Regions from separate parts of the Hordeum vulgare genome. Here region 1 is linked to region 2. A link is a contact called in public Hi-C data. All regions are on one chromosome and are shown on one strand. The core of a region is the stretch at or near the end of the contact, and the rest is flanking DNA. Distances in the headings are between cores, read along the strand shown.

What was found. Hi-C and Micro-C count contacts between places; a contact is called where the count stands out from the background.
Region 1: a contact with region 2 is called in a Hi-C map of seedling, with 5 times the contacts expected there. The contact joins the promoter of LOC123397952 here to the promoter of LOC123398207 in region 2. A contact is called at or near these places in 2 of 6 Hi-C or Micro-C datasets (leaf and seedling) and 1 of 1 datasets of contacts at active chromatin or transcription factors (embryo).

The regions. Positions count from the first base shown.
Region 1 is chr5H:116,730,950-116,737,757 of MorexV3_pseudomolecules_assembly, reverse strand. LOC123397952 (5'-adenylylsulfate reductase-like 6) reads right to left here and starts at 1,498. Exons shown (of 4, transcript XM_045092462.1): 1 at 1,217-1,498; 2 at 1-11. The coding sequence starts at 1,414.
Region 2 is chr5H:116,258,607-116,265,416 of MorexV3_pseudomolecules_assembly, reverse strand. It overlaps LOC123398207 (protein RALF-like 33), which reads left to right and starts at 4,274. Exons shown (of 1, transcript XM_045092706.1): 1 at 4,274-5,120. The coding sequence starts at 4,513. The coding sequence ends at 4,881.

The sequences.
Region 1 (6,808 bases), core at 249-2,748, 480 kb before region 2:
TCCCCATTAACCTGCAAAGTTTTTCAAGGTGAGGTTCATATTAAGCCCGACATGGACTAAAGAACTCAGCTTCATAAACAGATGCTTTTGGCAGTCTACGTTGCCAATTATCCGCACTACAGCAAATTGACTAGAGAGCAGAGACTACATGGAACTGCTATGACATAAAACCATCATATTGGACGATCCATACTGAACAAGTAGGCTTAACACATCTTGGTTCTATCAGGTGGGCAGTCCGTTGATACGTTTAAACCACTTAGCCCAGACGGCGCCGTCTCATTGGCAGGCAATCCCTTGAGGCATTTAAACCTCTTAGCACAGTGAACCTTAGAACCATCTCATTAAATTAGTAACCAAGCTCAGTAATAGCAAGAAATAAACATCTCCCTAGCCAGAGCTATCCAAAACCTTAGCATCCCAAACGCTCAATGGTACTCCATGAAGTTTTGGATATTAATCCACTACTACACAAGTATCTTGTACGTTCTAATTCACTACTGCACGAAGTTTTAATTTACTCACAGAATGAACTGCCAAGCACTGGTACCATAAGCACAATAAGTTACAGAAATGAGGACACTGATCCACTCAATGACACCGAAACAACACACGGTATCTAGCTGAATTGCCCCTAAATTGGCATCTTGAAGGCTTGAACCGATGAAAGATGCCAACGCATTCCAAACAAATTTATCTCGAGCGCAATATTTGTGGGAAAAAAATTGATGCAGGATAAGAGCTAGACTAGACACCCAACTGAACCTTCATACTCCCGCGTTGACTAATACCCAATCAGCTCGCACAAAAAAATAATAATGAAACAGAACGGTTTATTTCGCCCCATATGAAATTGCAGGGAAATCGCCTAACCAAATCAAAAGGATAGAACAGAACCCCATCATGATAAACGTCAAGTTTTTGCCCCAAGAATTGCAAAGTGAATTCGCTCAATTTACTTCTGAAACTTGTAAAACAACAAAACAAACTTCTTGGCACCTAAATAGCATCAAGATTAAGGAACTGGACCTTAATTAAATTGTGTGACAGACGAATCGACGGACGAACAGGAATTCACGGGAGAAGAGAGATCAACGAAGAACCGTACGAACGAATCTCCGGATTCATCCACACAATAAATGCGCAGGTACACCCAAAAAAAGCAAACAATCTGTAGCCAACCAAACAGCCCGGAGCTATGGTGGGAGACACGCACCTCCTTGGCCAGCTGTCCCTCCGTCGAGGTGCGGCAGGTTCCCCGGAGCCCCTGGAGGAACGGCGGCGGCCTCTCCTCCGGCCTCGGGCACCGACCAGAGTGTACCGCCGTGAGCGGGTACGCGGACACCTGCAACGGCGCCGGGAGCTGGAGGAGCACGAGGAGGAGGAGAGGGGCGGCGAGGAGGCGGCCGGCCATGGCGAGAGGGGGAGGAGAGGAGTGGGAGGAGGACGCGTCGTGAGATTTCTTGGTTGTTTTTGGAGGTCGAGAAAGAAAGTGTACTGGTAACAAATTTGGAGGGTGTTTCCAGGAAAGAGCAGATTCGGGCTTTCGGAGGGCTGGAATGGAAAGCGTAGTTTAACCCTAACCGCTTTATTTAACTTGTGTTGCTCTTTTTTTCTTTTCTTTTTTTCAACTTGTTGTTTATTCTGCTGCTTGAATTGTTCTTCCAAGCTTTGATGAATTTCCCTCGCATCTTCCCTTCTTTTTCGTTTTCCTTGAGCGATCAATGCTGAGATTATTGATAATGCATTTTGATCCAGAGGGAGCATCGCAAGAAGTATGAACTAGGTGGTTGACTAGTGAAGTGTTGTGGAGCACGCGAGGTGAGAAGTACAAAAAGGACGGGGATGCTTTTACAACATTATTCTCTAAAAATTATCATGAATGCGTAAATTAGGATGAGTCACATGTAAATGTTAACTAAGAAACTCTGATATCTTTGATGTCGCTCCTCGATCTGTGATTTTTTGTAGAATTAGAACCGAACATATGAGTTTGCACGAGCGCACGCGAGGGGGGGGGGGGAGATGATCCTTTGCGGTGCTGCTAGATTGGTTGCTTGTGACTAGTGATTGGAAGATTATATTCTCGCGATGTTCGCTTGCGGATAGAACTTAAGCTAGGATCCAACCATTGTCCTCTCTAGGTGTCCTCTAGGGAGGAGGAGAAGTAGCTTGCGAGGCATTTCTTCATTGAAGATCATTGGTTGGTCCAACCGGTTTTTGTAGAATTGGGCGAAGGCTCGACCCTTGCACCGCTGCAGCCTTTGTGTGATGAGTTGGATGAGTGGCAACCTTGTATCAGTCAGTTGTGGCATCATCTTTGAGGCTGAGCGCGAACGTGGGTAGCAGTCTTAAGCATAGGAAAGAAACCATCGTGCAGAGGTTATGGGCACGACCTTAAGTCATACTTGTCGGACCTTTCATCCGTAGAATGGGCACAAAGGCACAAGATTAAAGACTAACTAACCTTTCCCACCTGTTACGAGGAGTTATACTAGCAACAAAGGGGAGGACAACAATGGATTCTAGAGGGGGATGCGAGCACCACATTTTTTCATGTTATCGCTAATGGGAGGTAATGTATGATTATGGCTCTCCAGATGGGTGACACATTCATCTCTCGGGGTCTCGCGCTCCGGCACCACATCTATGATTTCTACCGCGAGTTCCTAGGGGTCTTGGAGCCAGGAAGGGACCATATCTCACACAGGGGTTGTGTGTGTGTGTGGGGGGGTCGTAGGAGGACAATAGTTTGGTGCCACCCTTATTTCTCACGGAGATCATGAAATCCCTCGAGGAATGTGAGATGGACACGACCCCGCGCCGAGACAGTTTTCCCCTGATTTTCTACAAGAAAATTATAGTCCATGGTGGGTCCCCAAATTTTTAGGTTGATTGATGACTTCATGTAAAGTCTTATCGATATTGAGGGGCTTAACTATGGGGTATAGCATTACCCCCTAAAGTGAATGGGGCTGACAACATTTGGTAGTTTAGGCCATGATGATCCATAAGTATAGGGTATCAATCGTAGTCCTTTTGATAAGCAAGAGTGTCGAACCCAACGAGGAGGAGAAGGAAATGATAAGCAGTTCCAACAAGGTATTCTCTACAAGTGCTATGGGTAATAGTGATAAGTAGTTTTGTAGCAAGATAATTTGTAACAAGTGACAAGTATCAATAGTAACAAGTATGTAGTGAGATAGCGGGATCCTTTTATAGCAAAGGACGGGCATGAAAGTACTCTTATATGAGGCAAGCGCTCCCGAGGACACATGGGAATTTCTGTCTAGTCATGTTCATCATGTTGAATTGATTCATGTTCGTTACTTTGATAATTTGATATGTGGGTGGACCGGTGCTAAGGCGTTGTTCTTACTTGAACAAGCAACCCACTTATGATTACCCTTCTCTGGCAAGAATCCACAACTACGAAAGAAGATTAAGATAAATCTAACCATAGCATGAAACACGTGGTTCCAAATCAGGCCCTCGTGAAGCAACACATAAACTGGGGTTTAAGCTTCTGTCACTCTCGCAACCCATCATCTACTTGTTACTCCTCAATGCCTTCCCTTAGGCCCATAACATGGTGAAGTGTCGTGTAGTCGACGTTCACACAACACCCCTAAGAGAAGCAACAACATACACATCGTCAAAATATCAAACGAATACCAATTTCACATGATTATTTATAACAAGACTTCTCTCATGTCCTCAGGAACAATAGTAACTACTCACACCTCATCAACATGTTCAAGATAAAAGGTATAATAATGGTAATCAAGGATCTGAACATAATATCTTTCACCAAGTAAACCAAGTAGCATCAGTTACAAGATGTAATCAACACTACTAGTAACCCACATGTACCAATTTGAGGTTTTGAGACAAAGATTGAATACAAGAGATGAACTGGGGTTTGGAGATGAGATGGTGCTGGTGAAGATGTTGATGAATATTTATCCTCCCATGAAGGAAGAAGCATTGGTGATGACGATGGCTTCGATTTCCCCCTCCCGACGGGAAGTTTCCCCGGCATAATCTCTCTACCGGAGAACAAAAGGGCCTCTGCCCAGGTTTCCGCCTCGAGATGGCGGCGCTTCGTCCCGAAAGTATCCTTATGATTTTTCTAGGGTAAAACACGCAATATAGGAGAAGAGGGGCGTTGGAGACCTATTGGGGCCTCATAAGGCATCAGGGCGCGCCCACGGGGGGTGGGAGCACCCTGTTGGCTTGTGGACAACAGGTGGCCCCCTCTAGTATATTTTGTGTTGGGGAACGTCGCATGGGAAACAAAAAATTTCCTACGCGCACGAAGACCTATCATGGTGATGTCCATCTACGAGAGGGGATGAGTGATCTACGTACCCTTGTAGACCGTACAGCACAAGCGTTAGTGAACGCGGTTGATGTAGTGGAACGTCCTCACGTCCCTCGATCCGCCCCGCGAACAATCCCGCGATCAGTCCCACGATCTAGTACCGAACGGACGACACCTCCGCGTTCAGCACACGTACAGCTCGACGATGATCTCGGCCTTCTTGATCCAGCAAGAGAGACGGAGAGGTAGAAGAGTTCTCCGGCAGCGTGACGGCGCTCCGGAGGTTGGTGATGATCTCGTCTCAGCAGGGCTCCGCCCGAGCTCCGCAGAAACGCGATCTAGAGGAAAAACCGTGGAGGTATGTGGTCGGGCTGCCGTGGAAAAGTCGTCTCAAATCAGCCCTAAAACCTCCGTATATATAGGTGGGAGAGAGGGGACCTTGCCTTGGGGCTCAAGGAGCCCCAAGGGGGTCGGCCGAGCCAAAGGGGGGAAGGACTCCCCCCCCAAACCGAGTCCTACTTGGTTTGGTGGGTGGAGTCCCTCTTTCCTTTCCCACCTCCTCCTTTTTTTTCTTTTTCTCTTTGATTTTTCTTCCAATGCGCATAGGGCCCTTTTGGGCTGTCCCACCAGCCCACTAAGGGCTGGCGCGCCACCCTCAAGGCCTATGGGCTTCCCCGGGGTGGGTTGCCCCCCCGGTGAACTCCCGGAACCCATTCGTCATTCCCGGTACATTCCCTGTAACTCCGAAAACCTTCCGGTAATCAAATGAGGTCATCCTATATATCAATCTTTGTTTCCGAACCATTCCGGAAACCCTCGTGACGTCCGTGATCTCATCCGGGACTCCGAACAACATTCGGTAACCAACCATATAACTCAAATACGCATAAAACAACGTCGAACCTTAAGTGTGCAGACCCTGCGGGTTCGAGAACTATGTAGACATGACCCGAGAGACTCCTCGGTCAATATCCAATAGCGGGACCTGGATGCCCATATTGGATCCTACATATTCTACGAAGATCTTATCGTTTGAACCTCAGTGCCAAGGATTCATATAATCCCGTATGTCATTCCCTTTGTCCTTCGGTATGTTACTTGCCCGAGATTCGATCGTCAGTATCCGCATACCTATTTCAATCTCGTTTACCGGCAAGTCTCTTTACTCGTTCCGTAATACAAGATCCCGCAACTTACACTAAGTCACATTGCTTGCAAGGCTTATGTGTGATGTTGTATTACCGAGTGGGCCCCGAGATACCTCTCCGTCACACGGAGTGACAAATCCCAGTCTTGATCCATACTAACTCAACGAACACCTTCGGAGATACCTGTAGAGCATCTTTATAGTCATCCAGTTACGTTGCGACGTTTGATACACATAAAGTATTCCTCCGGTGTTAGTGAGTTATATGATCTCATGGTCATAGGAACAAATACTTGACACGCAGAAAACAGTAGCAACAAAATGACACGATCAACATGCTACGTCTATTAGTTTGGGTCTAGTCCATCACATGATTCTCCTAATGACGTGATCCAGTTATCAAGCAACAACACCTTGTTCATAATCAGAAGACACTGACTATCTTTGATCAACTGGCTAGCCAACTAGAGGCTTGCTAGGGACAGTGTTTTGTCTATGTATCCACACATGTAAATGAGTCTTCATTCAATACAATTATAGCATGGATAATAAACGATTATCTTGATACAAGAATTATAATAATAACTATATTTATTATTGCCTCTAGGGCATAATTCCAACAGTCTCCCACTTGCACTAGAGTCAATAATCTAGCCCTCACATCATCATGCGAATTACATTGTAATAAATCTAACACCCATACAGTTCTGGTGTTGATCATGCTTTGGTCGTGGAAGAGGTTTAGTCAGCGGGTCTGCTACATTCAGATCCGTGTGCACTTTGCATATATTTACGTCCTGTCCTTCGACGTACTCGCGGATGAGGTTGAAGCGTCATTTGATGTGTCTGGACTTCTTGTGAAACCGTGGTTCCTTTGCTAAGGCAATGGCACCCGTGTTGTCACTGAACAAGGTTATTGGATACAGTGCGCTTGGCACCACTCCAAGATCCGTCATGAACTGCTTCATCCAGACACCCTCCTTAGCTGCCTCCAAGGCAGCCATGTACTCCGCTTCACATGTAGAATCTGCTACGACGCTTTGCTTGGAACTGCACCAGCTTACCGCACCCCCATTAAGAATAAATACGTATCCAGTTTGCGACTTAGAGTCGTCCGGATCTGTGTCAAAGCTTGCATCGACGTAACCTTTTACGGCGAGCTCTTCGTCACCTCCATACACGAGAAGCATCTCCTTAGTCCTTTTCAGGTACTTCAGGATATTCTTGACCGCTGTCCAGTGATCCACTCCCGGATTACTCTGGAACCTACCTGCCATACTTATGGCCAGGCTAACATCCGGTCTAGTGCACAACATTGCATACATGATAGAACCTAT
Region 2 (6,810 bases), core at 3,025-5,524:
TGTTGGAAATATGCCCTAGAGGCAATAATAAAATGGTTATTATTATATTTCCATGTTCCTGATAATTGTCTATTGTTCATGCTATAATTGTATTAACCGGAAACCGTAATACATGTGTGAATACATAGACCACACCATGTCCCCAGTGAGCCTCTAGTTGACTAGCTCGTTGATCAATAGATGGTCATGGTTTCCTGACCATGGACATTGGATGTCGTTGATAACGGGATCACATCATTAGGAGAATGATGTGATGGACAAGACCCAATCCTAAGCATAGCACAAGATCGTGTAGTTCGTCTGCTAGAGCTTTTATAATGTCAAGTATCATTTCCTTAGACCATGAGATTGTGCAACTCCCGGGTATCGTAGGAATGCTTTGGGTGTATCAAACGTCACAACATAACTGGGTGACTATAAAGGTGCACTACAGGTATCTCCGAAAGTGTGTGTTGGGTTGGCACGAATCGAGACTGGGATTTGTCATGCCGTGTGACGGAGAGGTATCTCTGGGCCCACTCGATAATACATCATCATAATGACCTCAATGTGACTAAGGGGTTAGTCACGGGATCATGCGTTATGGAACGAGTAAAGAGACTTGCCGGTAACGAGATTGAAAAAGGTATAGGGATACCGACGATCGAATCTCGGGCAAGTAACATACCGATGGACAAAGGGAATTTTATACGGGATTAATTGAATCCCCCACATCGTGGTTCATCCGATGATATAATCATGGAACATGTGAGAGCCAATATGGGTATCCAGATCCCGCTATTGGTTATTGGTCCGAGAGGTGTCTCGGTCATGTCTGTATGGTTCCCGAACCAGTAGGGTCTACACACTTAAGGTTCAATGACGCTAGAGTTGTAACGGGAATTGTATGTGGTTACCAAAAGTTGTTTGGAGTCCCGAATGAGATCCCGAACGTCACGAGGAGTTCCAGAATGGTTCGGAGGTAAAGATTTATATATGGGAAGTCCTATTTTCGCCACCGGAAAATGTACGGGATTTTGTGGTATTGTACTGGGAAGGTTCTAGAAGGTTCCGAAGTGGGGCCCACCTGCATGGGGGGACCCATATGAACGTGGGTAGTGGGGGCAAGGCCCCACACCCCTCGTCAAGGCGCACCAAGATCCCTCCTTAGAAGGAATAAGATCATATCGTGAAGGGATAAGATCAAGATCCCTAAAAAGGGGGGATAACAATCGGTGGGGAATGCAAATGATGGGATTTCTTTCCTCCCACCTTTGCCAACGCCCCAATGGACTTGGAGGGCAAGAAACCAGCCCCCTCCACCCCAATATATAACGGGGAGGCACATGGGATCCTCAACCCTTGCCCCTGGCGCAACCCTCCCCCCTTCGTACACCTCCTCCTCCTTCGTAGTGCTTAGTGAAGCCCTGCCACAGAACCACGAGCTTCACCGCCACCACGCCGTCATGCTGCCGGAGCTCTCCCTCAACTTCTATTCCCCTCCTTGTTGGAGCAAGAAGGAGGAGGCGTCCCCTGGCTGTACGTGTGTTGAACGCGGAGGCGCCGTTCGTTCGGCGCTTGGATCGGATCTTTCGCGATTTGAATCGCAGCGAATACGACTCCATCAACCGCGTTCCTTGCAACGCTTTCGCTTCGCGATCTTCAAGGGTATGAAGATGCACTCCCTCTCTCTCGTTGCTAGCTTCTCCTACATTGATCTTGGTGACACGTAGAAAAATTTCGAATTATTACTACGTTCCCCAACAAAGGGCACCGAGGATCTCATGCCCACGAACATGTGGCTCAAGAGGGTTGACCTGCGTGAAGGGTCGCTTTCATGAGCCTGCCTCATTCAAGGGGACGATCTCCGAGGATCGGCCACGAGGAGGGGGGGCGGGGCGGGAGCCGTTGCGCTTCCACCAGCAGATCAAGGACCCCGAAGACCTCGCCATGCTCATCATCCCTCGCAAGTTCGTGCAGGTGATGAACGAGTGGCTGGTCATTATGCGGCTCCTGCGCGTGGTCAGGCTCTCGACAAACAAGTGGTGCGAGTTTTGGGTGTAGGTCCAGAACTTTGAGGGGCACATGATGCTTGGCCGGGGCTGAAACAACTTCTGCCGCCACCACCAGATCGTCCCCAGCGACCTCCTCATTCTACGCATCTCAGGACTCGGCCTGAAGGTCCAAATCTACAACCACGACTCCTCGATCATGTGCAGGTTTCGTTGCAGCAAGCACATCTGAGTTGGTAACATTGAACATGAAATGTAGTTAACTTAGGTGTTAGTGTTGAACTTGTTATGTTGTCTGGCTAGAACTTATGGTACTTATGCTGTGAACTTGTTAATATTTTGGCTAGGAGCGGCACCGTGGCCTGGAGCAGGGAAGGAGGATGCCCCTGTTGTTAAACTAAGTTTGTCGTTGCCGCCATTTCCCTTGCTTGCTTTGTTTAATCTAAGTTGTTTGTTGTTAATCTAAGTAGTTTGCTGTGATTTTCATTGCTTGCTTTGTGTTGATCATGTGGTGGTAAGGACACCATATTTGAATGGGGTGAGCAGAACACAAACATTGTTTGCAACCAAACATCTGAAGTTGGCATCTTCTCACACCCTAAGCACCAAAAGAGCAACCAAACAGCTGAAGTTTGCATCTGCTCACACCCTAAGCACCAAAACGGCAACCAAACAACTGAAGTTTGCATCTGCTCACACCCTAAGCACCAAAACGGCAACCAAACAACTGAAGTTTGCATCTGCTCACACCCTAAGCACCAAAACGGCAACCAAACAGCTGAAGTTTGCATCTGCTCACACCCTAAGCACCAAAACGGCAACCAAACAGCAGGGGGGTAAGGGCCCCTTCATGCGATGCACGCAACCAAACAGGTTGCATTTGCTGCATATGATGAACCAGGCTGACTGGAGATGGGTATGCAACGCAGGTACTCTAGCCGAAAGCAACCAAACACGCCCTATGTGTTTTTGATGACTTCTTTGGTTCACGCTATTTACAAATTGTGAAAATAGAAAAAAAATGTAGGATTTGAAATCTCATAGAAATTTATTTTTTTGCAGGAATATCATAGAATGTTGAATTATACGTGAATTGAGAACACACTGTGTCATAGATGTTGTTTAGTTGAACTATGCGTGAATTTGCCAAGAATTATGCATGAATTTGCCAATCAGATTGTATGCAAGGCAGTCCATATAAAGTTTGTACCATTTGTATGTTCCTACGAACCAAGCACATCACACAGGAAGAATTCCTAACGGGTAGAATCCTACAAAATTCTCATGAATTTTGTTTGTACCAAGGAGGCCCCGAAAGTGCCACTCCATCAAAAAACCTCAGACTTGAAAGTATAGAGATGAGTGAACAAAGTGCACATATCACCGCATAAACAATGCTTTCCCAGGAACAAAACAACCATAGATGCTCTTTCAAAATCTCATCGAGTAGTATTTAATTCGTATGACTTGCGGAAACTGTGACGGAGGGAGTAAGCCGTTTTCCATCGGCAAGTTGACCATTTTGCAATCAAAACGTAGACACCAAGAAGAAATTCCTTGGAGAAAGAAGATAGGAATATGAGAAATAAAGAAAGAATGACCGGCCTCATATTCAATCTGAATTGCAAGAGTGCTGTCGAGGCTAGCACGTAGATGAAAAACTATAGTAGGTCAAGAGAACACATGTAAGCACGTAGCATGTTGAATTGTTGGCATGCCAAAGTTTTGGTGAAAAAGAAAACCACGTAGCATTTCGAAGAGTTGCTGCCTTTGTAAGGTTATATGACGGTCACTGACAAAGGATACCTACGTGGTATGCAAGGGAAGGGACGTGAAAGTTGCACGTTATAGTACACCTTTGTAAAATCCACCGAACAGGATCAGGTTTTGAAGCGAAGGCTATTATTGGTAGCAGCACAATTTTAAACGAAACTTTTTATCATAACACAAAAACCCCTCTTGTATCCACTTGGTGTACTCGTGAAATTCGCGTAATAATACGGCACCATCTAGGAGCAGCAAATTTAGCAAAGCAACGGACAGTGGCCAAACTCCACAGGAAGGCCACCTGAAAAGCTGCCACCGTCCCACGATCCTCCATGTTCCCACAAGGAACCCTTGTCCCATTGTAGATTATACTAGTTGGGTTTAATCATCCAGCAAGGTTTGCGGCGATCATATGCCGCTGTTACGACCACGCGGCTCGTCTCATCCTCCGTTGCCTGCCTGCACATGGCCATAGTCTCTGGCTACACGCTTCATCCTCCTCATCTCATGAGTTGTGTCCAGTTGCACCGCACCGCACCGCAACGCGGCCGCGCTCCTCGTCTTTATTATCTGGCTCGGGGGTTGGGGACCCCTTTCTATTTCACTAGCCCCACCCCCGCCGCTTCCCAACCTCACTTTATCTCGCCCGCCCTCTCCTCTCCGCTCGTCACACCAGGCCAGCTAAGGATTCGCTGTGCGCTCCCCTCCCCCACGCGCATTCATTCCCTCGCCGCCGCCGACTCCGCGCCGCGCCATGGCCGGCGTTAGGAGCCTCGTGCTGCTCCTCCTAGTGCTCGCCGTCGCGGCGCTGTCCGCCTCCGCCACCTCCATCGCCGGCGGGGACCACCTGCAGCTCGGCCTCTTCGCCGGCCCCGGCCGCGGGGAGTGCAGGGGCACCGTGGCCGAGTGCGGCGGGGAGGACGCGGAGGGGGAGCTCGGGTCGGCGTCGGCCGAGGCGCACCGCCGCGTGCTGCAGGGCCGCGGCTACATCAGCTACGGCGCGCTGCGCAGGGGCACCGTCCCATGCAACCGCCGCGGTGCCAGCTACTACAACTGCCGCCCCGGCGCCCAGGCCAACCCCTACCACCGCGGCTGCTCCCGCATCACACGCTGCCGCGGCTAAGCCAAGGAGATCACGTCCTCTCTTCTCAGTTCCAAATAAGCTGCTGCTTCTCGCGCTCTTCTTCGAGCGGTACCTCTAGTATACTACTGCTGCTACTATTTACGTACTGTATTAGTTAATTGCTTTGGTTGCCGCCTCCGCCGCCGTATTGGCCTACTGGGACATTTGTTGCCGTCGTTGTTGTAAAGTAAAAGAGAGATTTGTGCCTTAATATCAAGAGATATTTGTTATTCTTTCAAGTTTGCATGCCCCTCTTCCCTTGATCTTCTTGGAGTAAGATGATGAACTTGAGGTTCTTTGTTGTCTGATTTAAGAAAATACTACTTTGCTTTTGTTGAATGGAGATCAGATTGGTTTCGGAGAAAAATAAATTCAACAACGTCGTTCAGGTGGATCTAGGGCGTAGAACCATCCGCCACCTTCGTGTCTAGAGATCAAGTGCTATCACTAATTTGTATAGATCTTGGCAGGGACGGAGGAGGACTAGCTATTTTGCTCTTTCTCCTAGCACGTCGTTGTTGTTTATTTTTGGGCCGTAGAGGTTGGTTGTTTTTTGGTTTGGTTGGGCAACAGACAAGAGTTAGTGGAGGCCATGTTTGCTCACTGCCTCGCTTGTCCCTCCTGCCTACTTAGTCATAGCATAAATCAATTGATGGTGATAATTAACTTACTTAGTGGAGTACTAGTATTACTCCCTCCTTCACAGTTTAACAGTTTAAAAGGCATGCATGTATATTTAGATTGTTAATTTGACTTATGTAAAATATATTATTTAACATAAAAAATACATCATTAGAAGATAGAAGATCTAAAGTTTTTAATAATATATTTTTTGTTATATATATCGATCAAATTGACGATCTAGGACTTGCGGATGGAGTACTACGAGCGCATCATTTCGCCAAGTATGGGAAAAAAGGACAAGATTGAGTAGATTTTGCAGTGGTCATGAGCTGCGGAATCGAACCATTTCCTTCTCTCAGCTAGCAGTGGGAGATGGCTCGAGGTTGAGCTGGCTTGATCATTGTAGAGAAAGGTTTTTGGAATTGGCGCCTTAAGAGTTAAGAGCAACTCCAACGAGCCGACAGAAAAGTCGGCCCAACGTGTCAAACCCAAACGAAACATGCGTCTGCATGTCTATCTATTTTTAAGTCTGATTTGCATCGGTATGAACACGAGTTGAATGCCCACGAAGTCCGTCTATTCCTTCCCTGGCCTGCTAGTCGGTGGCACACTGGTCATCATCTCCCACTTATATCGACGACAAACCCTTACCCGCCTTCACTGTATCATCGCCGTCGCCCATTTGTCGGTACTGACACACCTCCCCTTAACATCACCGTCTCGTCGTCGGGACTTCTTCAGGCCAGCCAGCTGGTCCAAGGGAGGTGTGTATCATTTTGCCGGCCAGCTCCTTCGACGTCGTCTATAAGCTGTTCATCAGTTTGCATAAAATGGATTCCGCTGATGAGTTCTTTCCTTCGCGACTTGGATGATTCCTTGTTCGATGATGAGGAGGAGATCTTGGTTGCCGTGTTGGTCCATCATCATCTTAATAGCTAGCGGCTGTTGTTCCGTGGCTCGATCCCATGACACCTTTCGGCGTTGAATCCTAACCGATAGAGCGGTCATTTCCTTCTTTAGAATGACTACTTTGACATAACCAACCTGTTGTTCAATCATCAGAAATTTCAACGATGTTTTTGTAGTGCTAGGTATGTTTTTAACCGTATTAGAGAGGGGGTGATCGGATACGATAATTATTTCGAGTGCAAAGAGGACACCCTTTGAAAGATTGGCTTCTCATCTTATCAGAAATGCACTGGAGCCATCCAGATACTTGTGTACGTTCGTATGAGCGAGTCTACATGTCTAGAGTGCATGTGGAGGTTCTGTAAGGCTGTGATTGCTGTGTTTGGCCCTGAATAC